Regions from separate parts of the Mus musculus genome. Here all the other regions are linked to region 1. A link is a contact called in public Micro-C data. All regions are on one chromosome and are shown on one strand. The core of a region is the stretch at or near the end of the contact, and the rest is flanking DNA. Distances in the headings are between cores, read along the strand shown.

What was found. Hi-C and Micro-C count contacts between places; a contact is called where the count stands out from the background.
Region 2: a Micro-C map of embryonic stem cells shows a contact between it and region 1, with 2.9 times the contacts expected there. The contact joins the promoter of Nudt21 here to the promoter of Gnao1 in region 1. A contact is called at or near these places in 5 of 39 promoter capture datasets (cranial neural crest, embryonic stem cells, frontonasal cranial neural crest and 2 more), 7 of 484 Hi-C or Micro-C datasets (cortical neurons, embryonic stem cells and uterus) and 1 of 9 other capture datasets (adipose tissue).
Region 3: a contact with region 1 is called in a Micro-C map of embryonic stem cells, with 9 times the contacts expected there. The contact joins the promoter of Amfr here to the promoter of Gnao1 in region 1. A contact is called at or near these places in 3 of 39 promoter capture datasets (the 3T3-L1 cell line, hippocampal neurons and neural stem cells), 1 of 15 datasets of contacts at CTCF or cohesin (the NIH/3T3 cell line), 9 of 484 Hi-C or Micro-C datasets (the N1E-115 cell line, brain, cerebral cortex and 3 more), 2 of 115 datasets of contacts at active chromatin or transcription factors (embryonic forebrain and fibro-adipogenic progenitors) and 1 of 9 other capture datasets (adipose tissue).

The regions. Positions count from the first base shown.
Region 1 is chr8:93,809,127-93,812,746 of GRCm38.p6, reverse strand. It overlaps Gnao1 (guanine nucleotide binding protein, alpha O), which reads right to left and starts at 1,909. Exons shown (of 9, transcript NM_010308.3): 1 at 1,294-1,909; 2 at 1,054-1,096. The coding sequence starts at 1,411. 4930488L21Rik (RIKEN cDNA 4930488L21 gene) reads left to right here. Exons shown (of 1, transcript NR_026888.1): 1 at 1-1,053.
Region 2 is chr8:94,035,120-94,038,739 of GRCm38.p6, reverse strand. Nudt21 (nudix (nucleoside diphosphate linked moiety X)-type motif 21) reads left to right here and starts at 1,701. Exons shown (of 7, transcript NM_026623.3): 1 at 1,701-1,963. The coding sequence starts at 1,848. Ogfod1 (2-oxoglutarate and iron-dependent oxygenase domain containing 1) reads right to left here and starts at 1,542. Exons shown (of 13, transcript NM_177767.4): 1 at 1,298-1,542. The coding sequence starts at 1,451.
Region 3 is chr8:94,011,108-94,014,727 of GRCm38.p6, reverse strand. Amfr (autocrine motility factor receptor) reads left to right here and starts at 2,088. Exons shown (of 14, transcript NM_011787.2): 1 at 2,088-2,509. The coding sequence starts at 2,267.

The sequences.
Region 1 (3,620 bases), core at 660-3,159:
ACGCACCCGTTCCCTGCCGGCCACCCCTCCCCAGGCAGAGCTGCCTGGAGGCTCACCGGGAACCGTGGAGTGGATGGGGCAAGAAGCAAGCCAGAGAGGAGGAAGGACGGGCGAGGCTCCTAAGTGGGGAAATGTGGAAAGGAAGGAATATCCCATTTTGTTTTAATTTTCAACCATCACTCAAATCCACCCCCAGTTAATTAGGAGGGGAAACTGATATCTAAGGCAGAAAGGGGGCGGTGGCAAGTAGGGCCTGAAATCCGCATTGAAGGTAGAATACAGAGTGTAAATACAACGATAAAGGCTACACAGTGACTGGAACCTGCGGGTGTCAGAAGAGCAAAGGCTGGAGGGCCAGGGAGGAGAGGGGCTGGAGGGCAGATGAAACTGGCTTTTAGCCCCACAGACCCTCCCACCTCTGCCTTGGATAAGGCTGTGTCTGTCACATCCGCTTGGAAACCCATCCTTTCTCCCCAGTGCACGCCCCCTCCCCTAACCCTTGCTCGCTTTGGGGGGGGGGGTCGTCTAAGCCACAGCCACCAGGAATTCAGCACCAAACTCGTGAACAGCAAACACTTGATCCTCCACCCCAATCTGCTAGGGCTGGGTCCCCTCCATGTTTTAGTCAAGTTCAAAATCACTGCCTCAAGAGAAGCAGGGGGAAGTGGGATTCGAGGGGTGGGGTGGAGGAGGAGGGGAAAGAAGATGAGGCAGAGACAGAAATGGAGGCAGTGAAACACGAAATACTCCACGAGCAAGAGTTATGATCATAAGCACGCCAATAGTGTGATGTTCTGATCAATATGGCGGACACTGTCATTCATACAACTAGAGGCGCTCTCATTCCCTCCCCGCAAACACCGACCCCAGGAGTTGGGGTGGGGGACCCAGAACCAACGTAGGGAGTGGGGGAGGGGAGGCAACCTCGGGTTTCTTCTGTGTGTGCGCGAATTAAAAACCAGGCCTGGAGAGCAAATATGGGTGAGCAAGATAATAAAAACGATATAAATTATTCTTAATAAAAGTACAAATCCCAATGACACAGGGACTTACTTCATCTGCTTCACAATGGTGCTTTTTCCTGATTCTCCAGCCCCTGTTGGGACACACAGAGGGGGGGAAACTGGTGAGTGTCAGCTCATGGAAATGGGAAGGGGGCTTCAAGGCATGCACAGGGTGGGCGCTCCTGGGCACAAGGTGTTGCCAACTCAGGGACCAGATTTCCCAGGGCGCAAGTCGGGTTGGGAACTGTGGCGGGGGTCGAGGGGCGGGGGTGGCTACCCAGGTCCTTACCCAGCAGGAGTAATTTCACGTCTTTGGCGGCGCTGATGCCATCTTCTTTGAGGTTTTTCTCAATCGCCTTGCTCCGCTCGAGGGCGGCTCTCTCCTCTGCGCTCAGCGTACATCCCATGGTGGCCCCTTCCCTGCCACAGCCCGCACGACTAGGCTGGCACGACTCCCCGGGTCGGCGCGCCCCCCACCCCCCCACAGAGCAGAGCCTGGGCTCAAAGGGGAGAAAATCACGATATCCTCTCCTTGGCTGGGAACAAAATTGTCGAAAGACCAGAATCCCCCCAAAAGGACAGCCTCTATTAAGATTCCAGCGGCGAAGATTAGCGGCGGCTGGCTGGGGTCTGGGGGTGTCGAGGTGAGGGTAGCCGGGGTCTGGGGCTCCGGAGCCGAGAGAGGAGGCGCCCGCGGGCCCGGGAGGCGCGGGTTGCAGGCACCGAGGCTAGTGCACGACCCAAAATAAATAAAATAGGAGTCGAGGCTGGATCCGCAGCCGGAGCCGGCGGAGGGTGGGGTGGGGGGCAGGGTGGGTCCTTCTGCCGCGGCTGCCGGAGGCGGAGGAGGAGGAGGCGGAGGCGGAGAAGGTGGAGGCGGCGGTGGCGCGGGGTGTGGAGGGAGTGAGTTAGGGGGTGCCGCTAGTGCATGTGCATCGCCGCTCCTCGGCCGTCGATGCGTCCGCGGCGCCTTCTCCGACCCCCGCGCGCGGGGCAGGGCTGGGCAGAGGGCCGGGCCGGGGGTGGGGGGTGCAGCTCTCTCTAGCGGGAGGCGGCGTCGCCGGGGCCCAGAACTCGCATCGCTCGGCGGAGCGGACAGGAGACGGGGAGAGCGCGAGGGAGCCGCGGCCAGCGGGGAGCGCGAGAAGAGGCGGGCAGGGAGGGCAGGGCACGCGCGCGCGCGCCGGGGCGGGCGGGGAGGGGGGGGGCGAGGCGAGCGCAGCTCTCGAGTGCGCCTGGTCCTGCGCAGCGCTCCGCCAGCCGCCCGCTGACGTCAGCAGGGCCGCGCGCCGGGGGCCCCGGGGACGGCGCGGGCGGGGGCGGCGCGCATGCCCGCGGGACGCGTCAGACAAGCGGGCGCGCGCGCGCGGCGCCGCCCACTCTCGGGTCCCCCTCCCCCCGCGGCTCCCGGAGCGTGCCGGGCTGGGGAGGGCGGGGCCTGGGGCCGGGCGCGCGCCTGCGCCCCACCCCGCCCCACCCCGGCGGGTCTCGCGCGCCCGGCCCGCCTCCTGTCAACCCCAGCGCGGCGGTCAGGTGGTCCCCAGCCCTGGGCCTGAGCCTCCAGCTTCCTGGTCCCTCGGGCTCTGGGTCGTGTCTCCGGCAGATCGCCTTACCGATTGTTCTCCTTCGCGGCTGGAGGTGTAGCCCCTAGTCGAGCTATGGTGCCTCCGCAGATGTGAGGAGGTAGTGGGTCAGGATAAACCCGCTCACTCCATAATAACGCGCTGGGGCTCAGTGACGGATTTGGGTCCGCATTTATTGAGCATCTAGTGTCTAGAGACTGGGCTAGTAGAGAGGAAAGTAGCAGGCAGAGAAGAGGCAAGGCCTGCTCCGCAGGAGTTTTTGCCTCCCTTAGCCAATGTGAGCCTTACCGCGAGATGCCCACAACCTCTGTCGCTAGAGATGGTTACCATCCTAGGATGGCTTGATGCCAAAGGCCCAGGGACAGTCTTTCATGAAAGCCTCTAGCAAATACTTGTTCCCTTAAATTTTTCTCTATATGATGAATCGATGGCCTCCCTTGGTTCTTGAATTCTTGTATCCCCAGAACATAATCCGGTAAAAATGAATTCTTCATAGGTTTGTGATAAGAGATTTTTTTTCTTCCTTTCATCTTAAAATAACAAACTACTAGAAGAAATACACCCTTCATATCTTCTCAGATAGTCAGAAACCAGGGTCAGTTATTCAGCAAACAGCGAACCCAGCACTGGGGAAAACAGTAGACAGTTGCCAAAGATCGGTCATGTTCTGGGTGGTCTCAGAGCCTGAAGACATTAATTCTTACTGCACAAAATAGTTTTACAATCAGTTCCACCAGTCAGCCCCAGGGGCCTTCCTAGATGGAGGAGCCAACAGGCAAGACTGCCCAGGATAAAGACAGGCAAGGGGCCAGTGGAAAACACTTTCTTTTTTCGTAACAGTTGGGCATTTCTGTGACTCTGAAAGTAAACTTGTTTGCTTCATTTCAGCAATGGAGAGAAAATCCTATTTTGGAAATGTCACTCAGCATAAAAATATATTTGCAAGGGGGAAAAGGGGCAATTAAGACCCACTCAGAAGAAAATATTTTTTCTCCTGCATGTTTTTTTTTCATAAGTTTGGTGTTTCCCAATG
Region 2 (3,620 bases), core at 452-2,951, 230 kb before region 1:
AGTTTTTATTTTAAGTTATTTAGTTTACTGACTCTTGCATCAAATGCATTCTAGATTCTTTTTCTTTTAAGACTTATTCATTTATTTGCTTTATGTACATGAGTGTACCGTCACTCTCTACAGACAGACCAGAAGAGGGCATCGGATCCCATTACAGATGTTGTGAGCCATGAGGTTACTGGGAATTGAACTCAGGACCTCTGTAAGAACAGTCAGTGCTCTTAAACACTGAACCATCTCTCCAGCCCCACATTTTAGATTCTTAACTCATTCTCTCCAGAGCGAAGTAAAACAAATAATAAGAGTAGCAAAACTGGCTGGCTATTTCTCTTTAATACCACCCTTTCTTTCCCTAAATTTCTGGGTTTAAAAACAAAACAAAACAAAACAAAACAAAAAAAAAAAAAACAGGTGGTTTTTAACCTCTAACTGATTTCACTTCCACTAGATTATGAATAACAACCAATCTTGACCCAGTGGTGCCTTATAAGCATTATTTCATTTATATTCTCTACAACTGAGGAATCGATGATATAGTCACTACGCCTTTGCAACAGACAAAGAAACTGAGAAGTCTCTGGGCAGCCGGAGCCTGCATTTTATGTAATCATCTTCTGCCTGCGTCCTGAGCGCCCAGGGGTTCCCCTGTTTAAACACTCAAATGAAACAGACAATCGGCAAGTCTGAGAAAATTCAAGACGCACCCAGCCAGAGTCACATTGTATAAGGTAATAACTTGTAGCTATGTCTGGAATGATCGTTCCTTTCAAGATTATGTTGGTTTTGTGCGTCACTTAGGCCAACGACAAGGTACGTGAAAACTGGTAAATCCAGGTGCTTGCTTCTCTGGCAGCTTTCAACACCAGCGTGGGTTAGACAGTCCACGTAACAGCGGAGAGTGACCCTCGCTTGCTAGCTATTTACCGGTTCTCAAGGAAACGTTTATGAATGTCTACAAACATTAGTTTGTCAATCCCATCTTTCGGAGGGGGAATACTATTAACGATTCCGTTTTATAAACGAAGAAACTGGCCCTTAAGCAAAGTTATATGCATTGCCCAATGACGTACAATCAGCAGAGGGATTCTGAGTGACCTCTGATTCTAGAATTCAACCCCCAGGCTACATGTCTCCCACTTCCCCATAGTGTCCGGAGCTTATATTTATTTTCCTCCCCAGGCTTGCCAAATCAAGCAGAATATGGAATGAACCGAGCAGCAGTCAGCGCCCGGGTCGGAGGTGGCTGCGATCCTCCCCACACCTCTTGCTGCCGCGCCTCCCTACAGCACCCCATTACCATGGCTGAACGGTGTCCGGCAGCTCCAGGCCTCAGCCACCTGCTTCCTCAGGATTTCTTCAGTGACAGCGTCCGAAAACTCTGCCGATACCTGCTTCTTTCCCTTCTTCATTGGCCGCGCTGGGCCAGGATCCGCCGGCCGCTTCCCGTTCATCTTCTCACGGTGCACAGACCCACGCCAAGGAAGTCAGGACGCTACTTCCCTCCAGAAACTACAGTTCCCGAAAACCCTCTTTCCTTATTTCACCAGCATTACCCAATGGAAAGGCAGTAAAGCACAGGGAGGCGGGATCTCCACAAAAATAACCAATGGGAGATCAACATATTGCGTCACGCCGCCAGCAATTGGTCAAATGGTCGCAGTGGCCTGCCTCCCAACTTCCTGCCTCCGGAGCGTATTCACTTCCGGCGTGTGTTCCGCGCCTCTTGCTCTCGACTGTTAATGGCGGGTGGTGGCTGCTGAGCGGGACGCAGATAACCGCTGCCCGCCCCGCGGACGTCTCCCCGGGCCCCCGCTTTCTGCACGTCCCCGGCGTCGGAGCTGTTCAGCATGTCTGTGGTGCCGCCCAATCGCTCGCAGACGGGCTGGCCCCGGGGGGTCAACCAGTTCGGCAACAAGTACATCCAGCAGACCAAGCCCCTCACCCTGGAGCGCACCATTAATCTGTAAGTGCGGCGCGGCCTCGGCCGTTGATGCTCTCCCAGTGCGCGCTCCTCCCTCACGCCGGATGCGGGTTGTCCCTTCCGGGATGCGCGCTTTCTTTCCTAGACCTGTTTCTCGACCCCGACTTGGCAGTTTTCCTATTTTAAAAGCGAGGTTCGTTTCCCCCTTTCCCTTCATTCAGCCATGGTTAGAACCTGCGTTTGCTTTGAATTCATAATGTGTGTATCCTTTCAATCCGTTGCTGGTTGTTTCATCGCACATGTATTTGTGTTTATTTGAACAATTCTCAGTTTTGTAGGGTGTACATTTCTTTTACAGTAACTTTTCCAGATTAACCTCTGACATCCTAGTTTTTTTTTTTCCCCCTTTAAATGTTGGGTAGTGTTCCATCCAGTGGCCACATTTTATTAATTTTCGCGCTGTTTGGTCTACCTTTTTGCATTTGTATGTCTTGTCTACCAAAGTGCCAACATACAGTATCATTGCAGACTCCCAGTAGACCTAAAATTGCGAGGACACACTCTGTTGTCTGGTTGTACTTTCAGAGGTCGGAGGTACCTTACATGTTGTCCCGACAGCCTGTTTGCAGGCTGTTTTGTTTTCAACAAACCTTTGTCTTAAGCAGATGATTGCATTTCGGGATCACTCAAACAAAATTTTGTTGTGGCAAGAAATTGAGATTGGGATATAGCTTATAATGTTTGGTACCTCATTCCCTAGTGTGGAGCTGATTCTAATGGGAAAAAAGTGTCCAGTTTAGACTGGTTATTTGTTTAAAATGTGCAAGACATTGCTGAGAGTGGGGTTTGTGTAAGTCATTTTAGTGACTCACCTTTCATATTCAAATAAATAAACAAATCTCTCATATTCAAGTAAATAAACCATTCCTCCTAAAACTAAATGTGACATGAAGTTGAAAACTTGTTGAGCTCTTGAGAACTGTTCTCAAGAACAACTACTACTATTGTTTTTGACAAAACAAGTAATGGCACGCAAACTTCGGTAATGAAATGCAAGGTTTATAAAATGTGGAAATAGTTGACAGTCGTGTCTGTGCAAATTTACTTTTGTCCCACAATTCACAGTAGCACTTTAATTTTCTGTCACTTAAGTGCTTATAAGATTCCCATAAAATGGGAGAGGCGAGTGCTCCTTTAAAAAGAGTGGAGGAGCACAGGAGTTGTTTGCTAACTGGTAGTGGGCTTGCCTCGTGTGTGGAATGCCCTGGATTCTATCGCCAGCACCTCAAAAAAGTGAAAAATTGGAAGCATGACTTCACCATAGGTCTTCTCTAAACTCTCCTTGATTACTGTGTCTGTTGACAGCAGCCACTGGGGAGAGTTGTTGAAATCCATGTACTTTGAGCAGGCGGTTTTGCAGGTTGAGCACGTAACTTTTGCTTCCTGTGTAAATGCAGTGTTGAGAAGTAAAATTGTTGTGCTGTGAACTTGAGTTCACCTGAGGGGGTTACCCATTAAGTAGCAAGTACATCTTTTGTTTCTGCAGTCCATTCCCATTCAGGAAACACTGGATGGGTCCCAGTGTACCACTGTGTGCATGCACATGGCCCGGTGTGTAGATGCACACTCTGCTTTAAGATGCCTACAGTATGATGTGGGGGAGAATATGCTCTTTGTGGGCTGCTGCTCAGATTTCACA
Region 3 (3,620 bases), core at 839-3,338, 200 kb before region 1:
GTCCTAGCTTCCTGGGAGATTGAGCCAAGCTGATTGTTTAAAGCCCAGGAGTTCAAGACTATCAAGACCCTGTCTTCAAAGTAAAGCTTCCAGTAGTGCAGCAGAGAGGAGAGGGAGGGAGGGAAGGAGGGAAGGAGGAGGAAAAGGGTTCGGGAAACAGAAGGTGTTTGCTTGGGTGTGGTGGTTCATGCCCTCCATTCTCTAACCCTAACAGGAGTTTCAGTAGGGGAATTGCCGAGAGCTGGAGGCCAGACTGGGTTAGACTGAGAACAAGCATCTCAAACAGGTCCTCGAAGGAAGGATGACATGCAGAGCACTTTCTTGAGGGTAAAGGAATAGAACAATGACTGTTCTCTTTCAAAACAGAAGCCATCCAAAATCTTTGGCCTTATCTTAAAGTGTAGCTGAGCTGGGTTAATTTCATCTGTTACAGATGCTGGATTTTCAGAGAGCCCACGCTTCTGAGATGAAAGAAGGCAGCTTTGTTATCATCAATATGAAAGGACAAGTTTGGTATCTAATACTGCTGGGTTGTAGCTTACATTGAGTGTGCATCACAAATGAATGGTTTAAAAATCATCGTGACTCAGATCTGACCTTGTAAAAATCTCTCTGGAAAATTACCACCCAAGTTTTTTTCAGAATAAAGATTTCCATTATTTGGACAATAGTGTTCCGGCTTGGTATTTTATTTTTACATTTAGTTATGTGTGGGGGAGACACAGATATGGAAGTCCGAGGACAACTTGGGGGAGTTATGAGAATCAAACTCCAGTTTGTAGCAAATGGTTCATCTCACAAGCCATGTTGCAAATGACTGGGAACGAACCAAAGGGAACTATATTGTACAAAGACTCATGATGAGATGTTTTTAAGAATTATAACAGTGGTTAATTTTCAGATTTAAAAGATCTATAGAAATATTTGGCATGAAAAAATACTACAAAGACAATTTCTCCACATTAGAAAATTTGGAAAATTCAAAGCTGTTTACAGAGCTACATTCTGGGATAGGCACTAACACATGGCTCGGGGATATAATAATTAAAAACTGTACCCTATGTTATCTTATGTAATTCACATAGATATAACCTGCTGTTTATAGTGTACAATTCAGTGACTTTGAGTGTATTCATAGTTGTATAACAGCAACTTTAGAAATTCTCACTTCAGGAAACTAGTACCCCAACCTGTCACTTCTTTAGCTGTCACCTCCAGTTCTTTCAAACTCCCCTTCTACTCTACATTGCATGCATTTGTCTTATCAGCGTGGTCACACAGAATTTAGATATCTGTGTGTGGCTTGATTCAGACATCGTCAACATTCTCTGATATTGTAGCATTATCTGTACTTTATTTTCAAACGCTATAATTCGAGGTTTGCCTCTCTGGTTTTTAGGAGTAGTGCTACTGTCAGCCTCAATGTAGGGACTTTGTGTGGGTGTCTGTTTTCATTTCTCTTGGATGTTTACTTAACAAGCAGTGTAACTGCCAGGACGAAGGTCACCCTTTGGTTTACCTTTTAGGAACAGGTATTTTCCAAGAAACTAAGCAGCATTTGACATTCTTACTTGTAGCTAAGAGGGAACAGATTTTTATTTCTGGTTAAATTGGTTCCTCCGTTTTAAAAATATTCTATCTCAAGGCTTCTCTTATTTCCTAAGCATCATGTCGCTTCTTTAGGACACCAAGGAAGCCTCTAGTCTACAGGGTGGTGGGATGGCGGGTTTACCAGCTTTGGCGGGGAGGAACAAGCGACAAGTGGCCAGGGGCAGGGGTCCCGCACCCTCACCCTGCCGCCTGACCACGCACACAGGCCTGCCGTCATTGCCTACGGGCCAGGCTCACCCCAGAGCCCGGCTCGGGTGCGCTCGTGGCTTCAGTGGGCCCAGGGTCGCCAAGGATGCTGCAGGGGGCCGGGACGCGGGGCCCCAGGCCGGGTCCTGTGCTCTCGGGGTTGCAGAGCGCCGGCTGTGGGCGGGGGACGAAGGCCGCGCCCCCGCGCCCGTCCCGCCCGCGTCCCGCTAGGGGCGGCGGCCCGCCCCGAGTCCGCCGAGGCTCTTCCGCGCCGGCAGGGGCAGCAGCGGGAGCGGCGCGGGGCGGAGCGGCGCGAGCAGCTAGGAGCGGCCCGGCTCGGCCCGGCGCAGCGGCGGCGGCAGCGGCAGCGGCAGCGACGCCAGAGCCCGTGGGCGCCTTTCGCAAGGCCGCCGCAGGCGCCTGGCCGCAGCGCGGGAAGCCTCGGGGGCCGGAGCCCGTCGCTGCCGCCATGCCGCTGCTCTTCCTCGAGCGCTTCCCGTGGCCCAGCCTCCGCACCTACACGGGCCTCAGCGGCCTGGCCTTGCTGGGCACCATCGTCAGCGCCTACCGCGCCCTCAGTCAGCCGGAGGACGGCTCGGGTGAGCCGGAGCCGCTAACGGCCCCACTGCAGCCCGAGGCGCGCCTGACCGCCGGCGGCCCCCGGGCCCGCGACGTGGCCCAGTACCTGCTGTCGGACAGCCTGTTCGTGTGGGTGAGCGAGGCTGCGGGCCGGGCGCGGGGGCGGGCGGCCGGGCGGGAGCCGCCATGTCACCCATTATCCGCAGGGGGGCGTGGCCGGGCCCTGACCCCGGCCTCCTCGGCCCGGGGACCGCGGCCCTCGCGTGGGGCTCGAGGCCCAGCGGCGCTGCGAGCGTGGCGGGCCGCGGAGAGAAGGTGTCGGGATGCCGGGGAGAACAGTCGAGGCAAGGGCGGTCGGACCCGCGGGCTCCAGGGCGGCGGGGTGCGGCGACCCGAGGCTGTGAGAAGCCGCGACACGTCCGGTTTAGCTCGGCGTTGTTGGGGGCGGCTCGCCGACGAAGAGAAGGCCGAAGTTAGGGGGACATTTTACTCTTCGCCAGACAACTTCGAAATGGTGCTATTTGTCAATGCGTTAGTCCCGATGGGCGCTATTTAACGAAGCAAACAGACCAGCTACGTCCTTTTATCTCACCCCCAACCACCCCCCGCGATGGTTTGTGACTGTTCCCTTTTTGACAGAAAGCAGCAAAACACTTTCGGGTCGGTGTGGCAGCCCCTCCTTTGAACGCGATTCCTCCGTTTAGCGATCCATTTTGAAACAAGGGTTCTAGTTTGTCTGCCGGTGCGAGATAAGCAATGTCCACATGCCACAAGTACTGGCTTCGTTTGTTACATCATTTTAGGCTGGGCAGATCTGAGAAAATTTTGCTCTCACCTTGCACTTGAGTGCCTCTTCTATGAACCCTCAGAAATAGGAAAAGTTGCTCCCGGATTTAAAAAATTGTCACTTGGATTTCCTGTGGCTTGGTGGGGATCGTATCTCCCCACACGGCGCCTAGAGAAGGCTGTAAATGACTGAGGGGTTAATGTTATAAGTTTGTAGAACTATAATGCAACTCATTTGTTGTAATTATTCCCACTGTGCTTCATCAGGAAGCAGCGGGATTTGTGAACTTCGTGGGCTGCAGATGACGCCTCCTGGTCCTTTGGTGCATAGTTTCATAGAAGGCAGTGAAGGGCAAAGTTCCCCTTTCTCTACTCCTAAGAAAAGATGAACTGTTCGTCTTTAGGGTAAACAACTTAGAATTATTATGTTGGGAGTGCTTTTGACAAGGGTGAAGACT